Regions from separate parts of the Mus musculus genome. Here region 1 is linked to region 2. The links are chromatin contacts, called in public Hi-C maps. All regions are on one chromosome and are shown on one strand. The core of a region is the stretch at or near the end of the contact, and the rest is flanking DNA. Distances in the headings are between cores, read along the strand shown. Region 1 overlaps Asph (aspartate-beta-hydroxylase). Region 2 has its middle 20 kb from the start of Gm34428.

The links. A called contact is a pair of places that touch in the nucleus more often than the background predicts.
Region 1: a Hi-C map of cortical neurons shows a contact between it and region 2, with 4 times the contacts expected there. The contact joins two enhancer-like sites. A contact is called at or near these places in 2 of 484 Hi-C or Micro-C datasets (both in cortical neurons).

Annotation. Positions count from the first base shown.
Region 1 is chr4:9,559,293-9,565,828 of GRCm38.p6, reverse strand. All of the region lies in intron 13 of Asph (aspartate-beta-hydroxylase), which reads left to right. Among named protein-coding and RNA genes, the nearest start is that of Asph, 110 kb to the left of the region's middle. Within about 2 kb of position 2,523, at least 15 of the 459 cell types and tissues checked have an H3K27ac peak or open chromatin away from gene starts, as enhancers often do. A contact at or near this core is called in cortical neurons, where this site is marked.
Region 2 is chr4:9,025,749-9,032,278 of GRCm38.p6, reverse strand. No RefSeq gene overlaps it. Among named protein-coding and RNA genes, the nearest start is that of Gm34428, 20 kb to the right of the region's middle. Within about 2 kb of position 4,323, at least 164 of the 459 cell types and tissues checked have an H3K27ac peak or open chromatin away from gene starts, as enhancers often do. A contact at or near this core is called in cortical neurons, where this site is marked.

The DNA of each region.
Region 1 (6,536 bases), core at 1,274-3,773, 540 kb before region 2:
ACAGCTTAGGGAACTACTAAAAAAAAAAAAAGTGAAAACAGGATTGCTCCAGACCTTTATCCTAAGGATGGAGGTTTGCAAACTGGAGATAAGGGATAAAGACAAGGGCGTTTTCTGTTCCCCACTCTCCAGGTCCTCTTGAGCAGGGCGGCTTGGCTGACTCAGTATTGACAGTGACCGGCATCTACCTCTGCCCTCGGTCTCTTAAAGACCTGGCCAATCCTGATCAATGTGGATCACATGAGACACTCTCTCATAAAGCTCAACTTATTCAATTTTTAAGATTTCCTTTATTCTGACATATATGTTTTATATTGGGGGCTAAAACACCTTTGTGTCTCTGTGATAGATATGGATCTTTAAAAGACCCCCTTAGCTACATTAGCACGCTAAGCAGCTAAGTTAGACCTCCATGCCAAGTAAATTGTGATTGAAGTAACCCATAGTCCAGGTCTCTGGATAACAATAGTTGACTGGATTCAGACAGTAACAGCAGTAGTTACACTTTTTACAGGCACTTCTACTCTGCCATGCGTGACGTGAGATACAGGAATCATTAGAGAGTGTCACTGATGAAAACAAAACTCAAAATCCAAAAAGTCTTCACCGTTAATAAAAGCCAACAGCATTAAAATGACTTTGTCTCAGAATGATTTATCAGGTTCACTGGTTTTCTGTGCACTTTATCCCACACTGGAAGATTAATGACGATCAACTGTGGGTCATACCTGTAATTCCAGCACCCAGGTGACTGTGGCAGAGCTATCATGAGGTTGAGGCAGCCTAGGTAGCATAGTAAGATCTTGTCTCCCAAATGAACAAACAAACAAACAAAATAGACAAATGACAAAAAAAGTACTAATAGGAACAGGAAAAGGACTGTTTTACTTGGAACTTGTAATTCTGTGACCGTGTTAGAAAATCAAATCTTATTTTTAGTTGTGAGTGCATGCTTTGCTTGTGTGTGCTCACACTTGCCTGTTCTGTGTGTAGAGGCCAGTGGTTGATGTCAGATGTCTTCTATCGCTTTTTACCTTATTTTTTTTTCAAAGTAAAATGTTATAGGATGATGATGATACTGACTTCTACTTTGATTACTTTCTTTTTTTTTTAATTAGATATTTTCTTTATTTACATTTCAAATGTTATCCCCTTTCCTGGTTTCCCCGCCGAAAATCCCCTATCCCCTCCCCACTGCCCCTCTCACCAACCCACCTACACCTGCTTCCTGGCCCTGACATTCCCCTACACTGAGGCAAAGAGCCTTTACAAGACCAAGGGCCTCTCCTCCCACTGATAACCCAGTAGGCCATCCTCTGCTACATATGCAGCTGGAATCATGAGTCCTACCATATGTACTCTTTGGTTGGTGGTTTAGTCCTTGGGAGCTCTGGGAGTGCTGATTAGTTCATATTGTTGTTCCTCCTATGGGGCTGCAACCTCCTTCAGCTCCTTGTGTCCTTCTCTAACTCCTCCATTGGGGACCCTGTGCTCAGTCCAATGGATGGCTGTAAGCATCCACTTTTGTATTTGTCAGGCACTGGCAGAGCCTCTCAGGAGACAGCTATATCAGGCTCCTGTCAGCAAGCACTTGTTAGCATCCACAATAGTGTCTGGGTTTGGTGATTGTATATGGGATGGATCCCTAGGTGGGGCAGTGTCTGGATGGTCGTTCCTTCAGTCTCTGCTCTGAATTTTGTCTCTGTTAATTCCTTCTATGGGTATTTTGTTCCCCCTTCTAAGAAGGATCGAAGTATCCACACTTTGGTCTCCTCTGAAATCTGGGGGTCACAAAATGGTTAGTCTGGCTGACCAGCAAGTCCCTGGAATCTGCCTGTCTGTCCACAGCACTGGGGTTGCAGGCATGGGCTGCTTTTGTATGACTGCTAGGTATCTAACCCCATGTCTGTAGTCTGCCAACCAAGCACTTTACCCTCAGGCTGTCTTCCCAACCCTGAGATGCCCAAATTTAAAATGGAATCAAATTATGTGTCTGCTTTAGATAGAATTGCTATATCAGTCTCTCTCCACTGGATGTCATCTTTCTCCACATATTCATATTCCAGAGCCTAAATCAAGTGAGAGCTACAAACCAAAGCAGTGCAGACAGTTGACTGGATATCACTCAAATGACTTTTTATTCCTCCATTCGTTCAACACTTATTCAGAATCTGCTGCCAAGCTCTCCTCTGTGCAAAACAGCAGATATATGCATTCACACACAAACACGAGGGGAAGGTATATAACAGGAAAAAAAACATTGTTTTTTCTTGCTCCTTACTGACCAGTCAGTAGAGATTAGAAGACTTCAGAGAGGGAGTTTTGTTCCTTCATGTTGGAGGAAAGTCTGAGGCTCACAGAGAATACTCTGAGGCCGAAAGGCATAGGTGCTCAATGCCCTTGAGTATTGGTTATTGATATTTACGGCTGAAGAATGTGAGGAGGGGGGCAGTGTTGGAGTGGGTAGATCAGAGCGGTTGAGAGTCCACAGAGAGCTTTGAAGGTCACAGCTAGGACTTCTGTCTGGTCTCCAGTAAGAAGGGAACCCAAGGGATTTGCTGTGTTTTCAGAGCCTCGTTCTGGCCAAGGGAGTGAAGACAGAAGCTGGGAAAGCAATTAGGAGACTACTGCAGACATCCAAGTGACCAACAACGACCAGGATTAGCAAGGAAGTTAAAGGGCCAGGGAGGGAGTGAGAGTGTGTGTTGTTAAATAAAATGGTGTTTTCATCGTGGGCATTTCTGTAATTTCCTTTGATTTAAACCAATACTCAATTATGTATATGTATATGTATATGTATATATATATATATATGTATATATATAATATATATATGTATATATAACCATACTCATTATATAGTATGCACAATTAGTGATGTGTTTTAACAATATATATTGTGAAGGCTTCTAAAAAGGCATTTAGAAGTTTTCTCTTTATAGTATTTTAAGAATAAACAGCACTCCAGCAAAACACCAGATGGCAGTAGAAAATAAGTCATATTTTTGCTACCAAAATAAAAAAATCACATTTGTAGTGCAGCTTAACGAAAAGGCCGAGGCAGGCAGCTAAGTTGTGGCAGTTTGGCACAACCGGAGCCTTTTGTGGAGAGTTTCTGCTCTTTTGGATAAAGGGAAGGAAAAATAAAACTGACAGGAAGAAGAACCAAGCCTCGCGCTGCTGGCTTATGCTTCTGAGATTGTGTGTGTGTGTGTGTGTGTGTGTGTGTGTGTGTGTATGTGTGTGTGTATGTGTGTGTGTGTGTGTGTGTGTGTGTGTGTGTGTGTGTATGTGTGTGCGCATGTGCGTGTGTGTGGTTAAGGGTGCATGTGTTTGTGTTTGTGTGTGTGAGTGTGTGTGTGGTGTGTGTGTGCATGTGTGTGTGTGGTGTGTGTGTGTGTGTGTGTGTGTGTGTGTGTGTGTGTGTGTATGTGTGTGCGCATGTGCATGTGTGTGGCCAGGGGTGCATGTGTGTGTGAGTGCATGTGTGTGTGTGTGTGTGTGGCGGGGGGATTTTATGGGTAACTATGTTACATGTATGCTAGACTTTGGGTTAATATCTCACTAGTCTCCGAGTTTTAGTTCTTGCTACCTTTTTCTTTGCCCTTTAGCCTGCTGTTTCTACAGTATCTTTAATTAAGTTCACTGGGCTTTCCACTGCGGCATGCATGGCTGGAACACTCCACCTTGGAGCAGAAACAGTCTTCTAAGAACAGCACCTGTCAGTCTCTGCCTGCCCTTGCTCCTTCCCTGTTGACTTCAAAAGCCGTTTAAAAATATTTTGATGACATTCCATCAGTTTAATGAAGTGCTTATCCCAATACGTTTAGTATTTGGCCGGCTGAGCATCTCAATGTGAGCTTCCCTGGCTGAGCCCCTCACCCGTGTGTTTTTACTCACTTTTCCTTGAACCACTGGACTACCTTTTCTTGTTGATTTTAGTGATGTTGATAATAGCTCCTCACTGCGTTTTGACAGTGTCTTTCCCTGATTTTTTTCTTTACATATCACCTTCATGTATGATGCCGCAAAGATGAAGTGTTTGTATAAGGTCGGCACACAGATGCATGTGTACAAGAAGCAATTGCATTCTCTACTGCACTAGAGAATTTAGACTGGGTGTGATGCTATCGCATACGTCTCTATTCCATAGCAACAGAGTATACACAAAGACACTAACAGGCTTGATGAACTAGGAAGCATGGGAGTGAGAAGTGTGGTACTTCCCTTTATAATCACCTATGGAGACAAGAACGCACACTTGGCTATGAAGATACCAGTCACGAAGGGGCGATCAGCCCACCTATGTGGATCCTTCACCTCGTATGCATGAGCTCAGTCAAGGCTTCTCTGCCCTGAAGGGACACACTGTCACTCTATGTGGTTTAGCTGCTCACGACATGCTTTCGCTCACTGTCTCTAGCAGTCCAAAACTACAAGGTACTCTTCGTTATTAGTGCCTGCATCCGATCTGGGATTCCTTGTGCTGCCTGGTGCTTCAGTTCAGACCACATCCCTTGGTCTGAGTGATCTGCCCATATTACAGAAGAGTGAGGTAGAAGTAGCGCGTTTAAAGCAACTCAGTCTGAAAGCTTTGAAAAGTAATCTCAATACTAGCCTGCAGCTGCGACAAGAGGGTCTGAGATGACTGCCGTGCAAGATTTATTATCGTCATTACACTCAACAGCCACGGTAGTGTCAGTGCCTCCTAAAATACATCGGCGGTTATTGTCTGATTACTTCTACCGATAAGTTAATTATAGGAGATTTCTGACTCTTACATAACTGATTTAGAGAGAAGTTTAATTACAGCAATTTCTGTGATTTAAATAAGCTCAGCATATATTACCAGTCTCAGCGAGCATAGTAGAGGTTCTTCAGCTGTGTTGAAATACGCATTTGCTTTGTTTTTAGTTTTCATCGCAGGATTTTAGCACTACTGTAGGTCACGTGACAAACCAGGACACCTGTTTCCACCAGAGTGCTGCCTCTGTCAAGCACTCTGCAGGACCGTAATAGCAACTTCCTCCTTATCATTAAAATCCCATTCCAGTGTTTCCCAGTGAGCTCTCTACATTTGCCAAGACTAATTTGTGTAATGATTGTGACAATGTGGGCAGGAAAGGAAAACAGGCTTCTCAAGGGGAGAAAAAGAAAACGTTGGGGTATTTTAAATGGTCTGTTAGCATCTTGATTTTTTTTTTAAATCGATGAGAATTGTGACATGCTAAACCAGAGTAACTCACATGACTTTATCACCATTCTATCAGTATATTTAGTCAATTAAAGGTTAACATATTAGTTATGGATGCCTAGACTAACTTAAAATTAAACTTGTAAGAAAATGTGCTATAAATAGAATGATGGGTAGTTTATTTAAATCAGATGTAGAATTAGCAGCGTTAACGTTAGTTCAAAAGGGACAGTGAGAATTACTTTATTCAGCATGCCATAGGCTTTTTCCCGTAGTGTTTTCTATTTTATGGTTCTACAGGTAGCTTCTGATGGCATTTATAGTAACTAACTCTTACCATATAATTTTATATTTCCCTTAAACATAAACATTTTATTTACACTAGACAGTGCACAGTCTGCTTTTATCTGTGGTTTTGCATACTCACGGTCAATGATGCCCACATGCATTAATCACTGCCGTCTGAAGGTCACTGTGCACCAAGGTCTAAAAGAGTCACCTCACTTCAGCTCATCACCTGGGTACCGGCTCAGCGCACATCATCCCGAGAACAGTGTAGTACGCTAAGATATTTTGGTAAAGAGAGAAAGAGAAAAAGCCCATTGCCATAAGATCTATTATAATACATGGCTATACTTGTTCTGTTTCATTAGTCCTCTTTGTTAGCCCATTAGTGTGACTGTTTGTGAGTTACACTCAAAAATGGAAGTTCACATACAGACAAAACATTCTCTATGGGGTGAGCTGTGTCTGCAGCTTCAGGCATCTGCTGGGATGTATCCCCTGTTGGTAAGGTCATGCTAGTCACTCCAATCATTGACAAAACACACATGATGCTGGCTGTTCTGCTCTGGGCATTCTATTTCATTCTTCCTGGGAAGAAATCTGTCTGCCACCTTCTGTAGCACCGTGAAATGTCGAGCACACATCCTTTTATTAGAACAACACTTCTTTCCGCACCTCTTTGGCCCTTCATCTGTCTCACCTACAGATCTCACCCTTTCTCTTCCTTTCCTGTGCCTCTCAAAACTGTACCAGAAGAAAGGGAGAATGGTTTGAGAAATTCCCAGCTGCCGTCCTCATGTCCTCTAACCTCAGACGGTAGTAGCTTCAACTGGATGCTAGGATAGACCAGCTTTGTGTTTCCAGAGAAGACTTTGGTTTGTTTGTTAACATACTGAAATAGCAAGAAAACACAACCAAGGAGCTGGCACAGTGGCACACACCTGTAATCTCAGCTCTATCAGGGCAGGGGCAGGGGCAGGGGCAAGGGCAAGGGCAATTGTCGCAAGTTTGACACCAGCCTGATTTGTATAGCAAGTTCCAGGACAGGTTGGTATCA
Region 2 (6,530 bases), core at 3,074-5,573:
TACAGCAGCCAGGCAACCTTAGACAGCAGTGAATGGGAACCCTTCTCAAACAAGGTAGACAGTGAGGACTGACACCCAAGGGTGTCTTCCAACTGTCACATGTGCACCATGATCCACGTGACCTGTGTGCATGCACATAAACACACACACACACACACACACACACACACACACCTAAAAACAAAAATAAAATAGAGAAACCTAAACTAAGCTAAAAATCTGCAGGTATGCTTCTCCTTTTCTACAAACCCAGCTTGTTGCTGCTGTGCTGAGTGTGGTCTACAGATAGGAAGTGCGGTGGGTTTTTCTGGGATGCCTGCAAACACCATATGGAGTCAACCCAATGCCATGGCATCCAGCAAAGAATTAGCATTTGACCAAGCGCTCCCTGGGGAACACAGCTGCACTGATGAAAAGAGGGCCAGCAGGCCCGTGGAGAGCATCTGTCGAGGGGGTCTCACCTTTCAAGTGCACACACACAAAGCTCTCACCTGAGCCTTCCATCTGGGTGGCCTCAGAGGTTAGGTTTACAGGTCCAGGGGTGGGGTGTGTCTCTATTCAAAGTGCATTAATGGTTTGTGAGAGAAACCCATAAAGCGTGATGGTCTTGAAGTTTTTAGTTGATTATCAGGAAAGCGCTTTAGGGGTCCAGATCTGTGAAGCTTTATAAAAGACATTTCTTTCCATTTACAGGAATGGTTTGCACATGGCAGTAGTGCCTCACGGTTATGGTTGTAGCACACTGTATAGCTCAGTTAGGCAGGACCAGGCTGAAAAACCTCTTTTAACACACTGTTGAGGAATTCCCAAAACATACCAAAAATTCCCTGCTGGAGAAGGGTTTTGATTTTGGGGTTTTGATTTTTATTGCTGTTGTTTTGTTTTGTTTTTAATTCAGAAATAAACAAACACACAAGAAGCTGTCCCCTACTCTGCACTAGTTTGCTAAGGCTACCATTAGGAACTGCCGAGCTGGAGCCCGGCTTTGACTCTGCAGTGTCCCCCACTATCCTGGTACTATCCTGGTACTGTGTCCCCCACTATCCTGGTACTATCCTGGTACTGTCTTGGGAAGCTGCAAAGTAGCTACTGGAGACCAACCCTGAAAGTCATCCCTTCCTTCAGCCTCCTCCTCCGCTTCCTCATCCTCTGTCATATGAGGAACATCTGTCACATGCTGCAGCTACCACACCGGACTGCTCTATCCTACCCGACTCCGCCACCGTGAACTGGAACCCTCTGAGACAGGGAGCCAACACAAATCTTTCTTTCTATAAGATGCTTTGGCCTCAGCAACAAACACATTTGGCTTACACAATGGAAACTTGCTGCCTCACCTTCCAAAAGCCAAAAACCTGAAATCAACTCCGCAGCAGGGTTGTCTCCTTCTAAGAACACTAAGAGAATTTCTTGAGGCCACTTTCCTTAGCTTGTAGGTAACCATCTTCTCCCTCTGCCTCCACGCAGTTGTCTCTCTAAACATGTCTAAACTTCCCTTTCTTACAAGGGCACCATTCAGACTGGGTTGGAATGCGCTCTGATGACCTCATTTTAGCCTATCCGTCTCTATAAAGACCCTGTCTCAGATAAGGTCTCCTTCCAAGCTACCAAGGAGGAATTCAGCATGGGAATTGAGGCAGGGGATCCCATTTAGCTTGTAACATGTTCCTGAAGGTGTTCTGGTTTCAGAAAGCACAAAGTCACTTTGTTCCTGAGTTTCTCCATAAAGAGACAGACAAACAGGGAGTCTGAAAGGGCTCGTTTATGCCTAGGTTTCTTTGCCTCCTCTTTCAAGTAGAGAAAAAGAACTCAAATAAATGACTGCATAAGATTAGAACTAGCAGCTCACGACACCGAGGGACTGTGGAGGAACGCAGGGTCAGGATGAGGCTTCCGGATTAGCCCAAGGGCTGAGCAAGTGCGAGGCAGGAGCATGCCTCTCAAGGCAAGTGTGGAACCAAGGCCACTCTAATGACACTGTAATGACACTAAATGACATGGGCTACATACAACACCAGGAGCTGAGAAGGACTGGCCTTCAGTTAGCAGATGGAGGAAAAGCAGTTCAGCCTTGATGTCTAACAGATTCTTGTGTTGTTTCCTTTTGTTTCGTTTTGCCTTTTTACATCATTGTGCAGCTAGAGGAAGGTGCTCAGACCTTTAAGGATGGAGGCTGATCTCGATGACACATTCCTTTAACACTAGCACTGAGGACTAAGGCCAAAGGGTGGTGAGTTAAAGACCAGCTTGGGGCTATATTATGAGCCTCTCTCAAAAATTCTTAAGTAAGTAAATAATTGTATTATTGGGAACAAGACTACCTAGTACCATCTCTTCATTTTATGTCTGCGGTTGCTACTTCAATGTAATACAACAGAGGAATGCCATCAGCCCTCGGTCTGATTATTGCTTTCTTCCTAAGGGTGTAGGTCAGGTGAATACTGAACTCACTATAAAACCAACTTCCCACATTCTAGGATTGCTTGCAGACATGTGTTATCATGCCAGTTTGTATTGTATTATTTGTTTGTTTCTTTCTTGAGAGAGGAAGGGGTCTCATTCCATAGCTCAGGTGGACTTTAAACTCATAGCCAACCTCCTGCCTCAGCTTCCCAATATCTGGGTTTATAGGCATAAGCCGCCACACTCAGCCTTAATCTGATTTTCTTAAATATTTCCCTTTGTGTGATTTCTGTTCTCTATTAAATGTTATTTATTTAATGTGTAAGTCTGAGTCAAGCCCTCTCTTGTGTGGGGGTGTGGTGTGGGGGTGTGGTGTGGTGTGGGGGTGGGGGTGATGTGGGGGTGTGGTGTGGGGGTGGGGGTGATGTGGGGGTGTGGTGTGGTGTGGGGGTAGGGGTGATGTGGGGGTGTGGTGTGGGGGTGTGGGAAGTGCTTGAGTATTGCCGTGCAGGTGTGGAAGGTCAGAGAACAGCTTTGGGGAGTCTGTTTTTTCTTTCCACCATGTGGTACTCTGGAATCAAGCGCAGGGTCTTGGGCTTGGGCATAAGTGCCTTTGCCTGCTAAGCAGCCTCTCCAGCCCTGTTGCTGTTGCCGATACTGAGTTTTGTCTTTTGCTCGAAAGAATAAAACAGCCTTCAAAATCTCCAGAGATCCGTAACTTAACATGTACAGAATTATAAATTGTCTGACAACTTTTCCTGACATTTCTTTTCTGTGCAGACATGGAAAGTGTGTGCCTAGGAAAGAAGAAAGCAGGGGGATATGACGAGGAAAGGGATTTAATTTTAAGAAGAGAGAAGAGACTTCCACTTGAAGATGACAAAGAACGCACTGGCCACACAGGGGCAAGATGAAGTGGGAGTTTTTTAGAAGATATCACATCTTCTCTTTTGCTCTTTTGCAAGAGCTCACGATGGAGTGGAGTTAATCTTCATCGTTCTCCCGAGAAAGCACAAAATGAACCATCTTAAACTCAGGGAAAAAAAAAAAGCCCCCAACACCATCTGTTGCTCCGCTGAAGCGTTGTAGTGGGGGAGGGGACAAGCCAGTTGTTAAATGGGAAAGCAATCAGGCGCTCAGCTCCCCACACTGCCTTCTGCCTAGAAGCCAGGAAAGAGGTCCAACGAGAGGGTAGAGGATTCCTTTCCTGGGTGCCTGGATTATTAGCCATTGTACGTGGGTGGGTGCACTGGATTACAAACCAGGGTACGTGGGGAAAGACGTAGGTGGCACTTAACCGAAACGAGATAAGTCAAACCAAGGCGCCAAGGGCTGCTTAGGAAAGGATTTCCCTCCTTCAACCCCGATCAGTATCATCTGATGGTTGTTTACTTGTTAAACTATCGTTAGATTGAACATAAGTGTAAAAATAGTCTTAAAAACAAGGCGCAGCTCTCCATTATCCCAACAACACATGGCTTTGACTGTTTCAGAAAGGGAAATAAAATATTTAAAACAGGTTTTTATCTGGGCTGTGCGTCTAAACGTGCAACGGCCCCTTGGAACGGAGCCCTGGTGGAGCAGAGAAAAGCCGTGGGTTGTGGAGGGACGGCTGGCTTCCCGGTGATGTGGGACAAATGGCAGGTCAGTCACATCTAGTCGTTGATGGGGAATGAGAGCAGGCGTCCACTGACAGAAAACAAGCCTCCAGCCTCCACAGTCAGAGTCTCTCCGGGCTGTCCCCGTGCTTCAGGGTGACCCACAATAACAAAGCCCACGGGAGCAGTTTACTCAATAGCTTCGAGCATTGTCCTAACCGTGAATCTTTGCAGAGACTGAGACTTGGCCACCCTGGCAGTCGCGGCGACTCCCCCAACTCCGCAGCCCAGGGTTGGGCTGATACCTCGCGGCCGTGGTACTAGACGCTGCCGGAAGATGGCGCACGAAGATACCGACTCAATCGAGGGTGCCGAGAGCTACTGTGGACTGGGCGGCCGAAGAGGGATTTTGATTCATTAAAAAACATAAATTGTACTTGATGAACAACAATAATAATAATAAACTGACTACTGGATTCCACAGAGATGAATTTTTAAATCCCTGAAATCAAGTTATTTAAATTATTTAATTTAATTTGCTAAATTTCAGTAACTGCTATGTAATGGTGCATGCCGGGCGTTTAGGTTTTATAGCGTCTAAATGCTTCTCTTTACGGTGATTGCTGCAGTTGCACGGTCACCAGAGAACTCTGTCCCCATCTCCAAGCTGTGTAAACAAATTGAGGCGAGAGTAATTACACACTGAGAGGAAGGCAAGAAGAAGCCATGGAAGCCAGAGAGAGCCCCAGCGACAAAATAACACCTTAAAAGGGCTCAAAGATCAATGCTGGTGACTTTACTAAAATCATCCAGGGGGGCCAAACCTAAACTAAACAGTGCCTGGTGGTTCTTATAGCAGGATCTTCCTCTCAGGAAAATAAAATCTATAGTCACATTGATATTACACCTTAAACTGTTTAAGTTCGTGAATGTACATTTTAACTAGCTTCCCAGCTAGAAAATTTGTGCCCAGAAAAATCTAGAAACTTTGTTCCTCCTATGAGCAAGGAATGATTTCGGCAGCCAAATATAAGTCTTTTCATTAAAGGAACCCTCACATTCTCCTTTGTGAAGTTCCAACGTGCACGCCATATTTGCACGAACAGCTATGTCTAATTTGCACAAACAGGAAGTTGCACACGAATATATTATCTTAAATCTGTGTGTGTGCGCGCGCGAGCACATGCACACGTGTGTGCATATGGGGGTATACATGCTGTCTGCACACTACGCTTCTCCATTGTTTTCGGCATAACTGATTTTGGCACCAGCTCGTTAGCACTTTGGAAGGGCCTTCATTAGCACTGGGACAGTAGCCAAAAGGAATCCAGAAAAATCAACACATGGCTGCTCCTGTTCTCACGATAAACGACAGCTTTCCTGGAAAACAACAACATTCGAGAAGCAAAACAAAAACCCACAGCAACAAGAGCGCAACAACATGAACACAGGAAGTCAGACATCACCAACTAGGAGTTTTTTAATTTTTAAATTTATTTACTTATTCAGATTTTTTTTTTTTTTTACAATTCTGGGTACTCTCACCCAATTAAAGATATAAATAACAAAAGTACATTAGGAACCCAAGGGGAAGAAACTAGGCTTTGTAGTGGGGGGAGATGCTGGGAAACAGCCTGGCATTTGCGGCCACACCAACCCCCAAACCAAAAGTGGTCCACGGAAACTTCCATGCCTAATCCACGGTTCTTTGGAACCTGAGTTCTGACAAGAGCCCTTCTGGGAAAACAGAATTCCCCTCTTTGTGTGAATATCTCATCTCGAAACCGGTAGTAGGAAGTTGGGTTGCTCAGGTACTTTGATAGTATTCTGGGAAAACGGTGATATCTAAACTGGTCAAAACTGGTAGCAAACCATATAGCTTGTTAGCCTAATACAGGTCCTCACACTCATGCCGTAGCCAAAGCAGTAGCCAAATCATACAGGACGGTTCCTCAAAGGGTTAACTCTTTGCAAGTCAGCTGTCAAAAGGAAGCATGCTGGTCTTTTAAGACTCCATGGAGGCTTTGCCCTAGACTGCCCTTCCCACTGGGTCTCAAGAGAAGGCACCGGGCTTGGCCCCTCCTCCTTAGCCCTTTGCCCTCTCTGCCCTGGGTTTCTGTTAGAGTTTCTCAATTGTTTGCACTGAACTTTCTTGAAATTTCTCAAGGAAAGGGGAGAGAGGAACGAGAAGGCAGTGAAATAAAGGTAGAAAAAGTCCGGAGCATGCATTAGTCACGTGATCCAGAACAAGCCATGAATACACAAGGGCCAAGGGAAAGCAGTGTCTACCTGGAAGCCCTCAGTGTGGCACTCACTCAAGGTGGTACTCACTCAGGGTGGCACTCACTCACTTAGGGTGATACTGAGGGTGGCACTCACTCAGGGTGGTACTCACTCAGGGTGGTACTCACTCACTTAGGGTGGTACTCAGGGTGGCACTCACTCACTTAGGGCGGTACTCAGGGTGGTACTCACTCAGGGTGGCACTCACTCACTTAGGGTGATACTGAGGGTGGCACTCACTCAGGG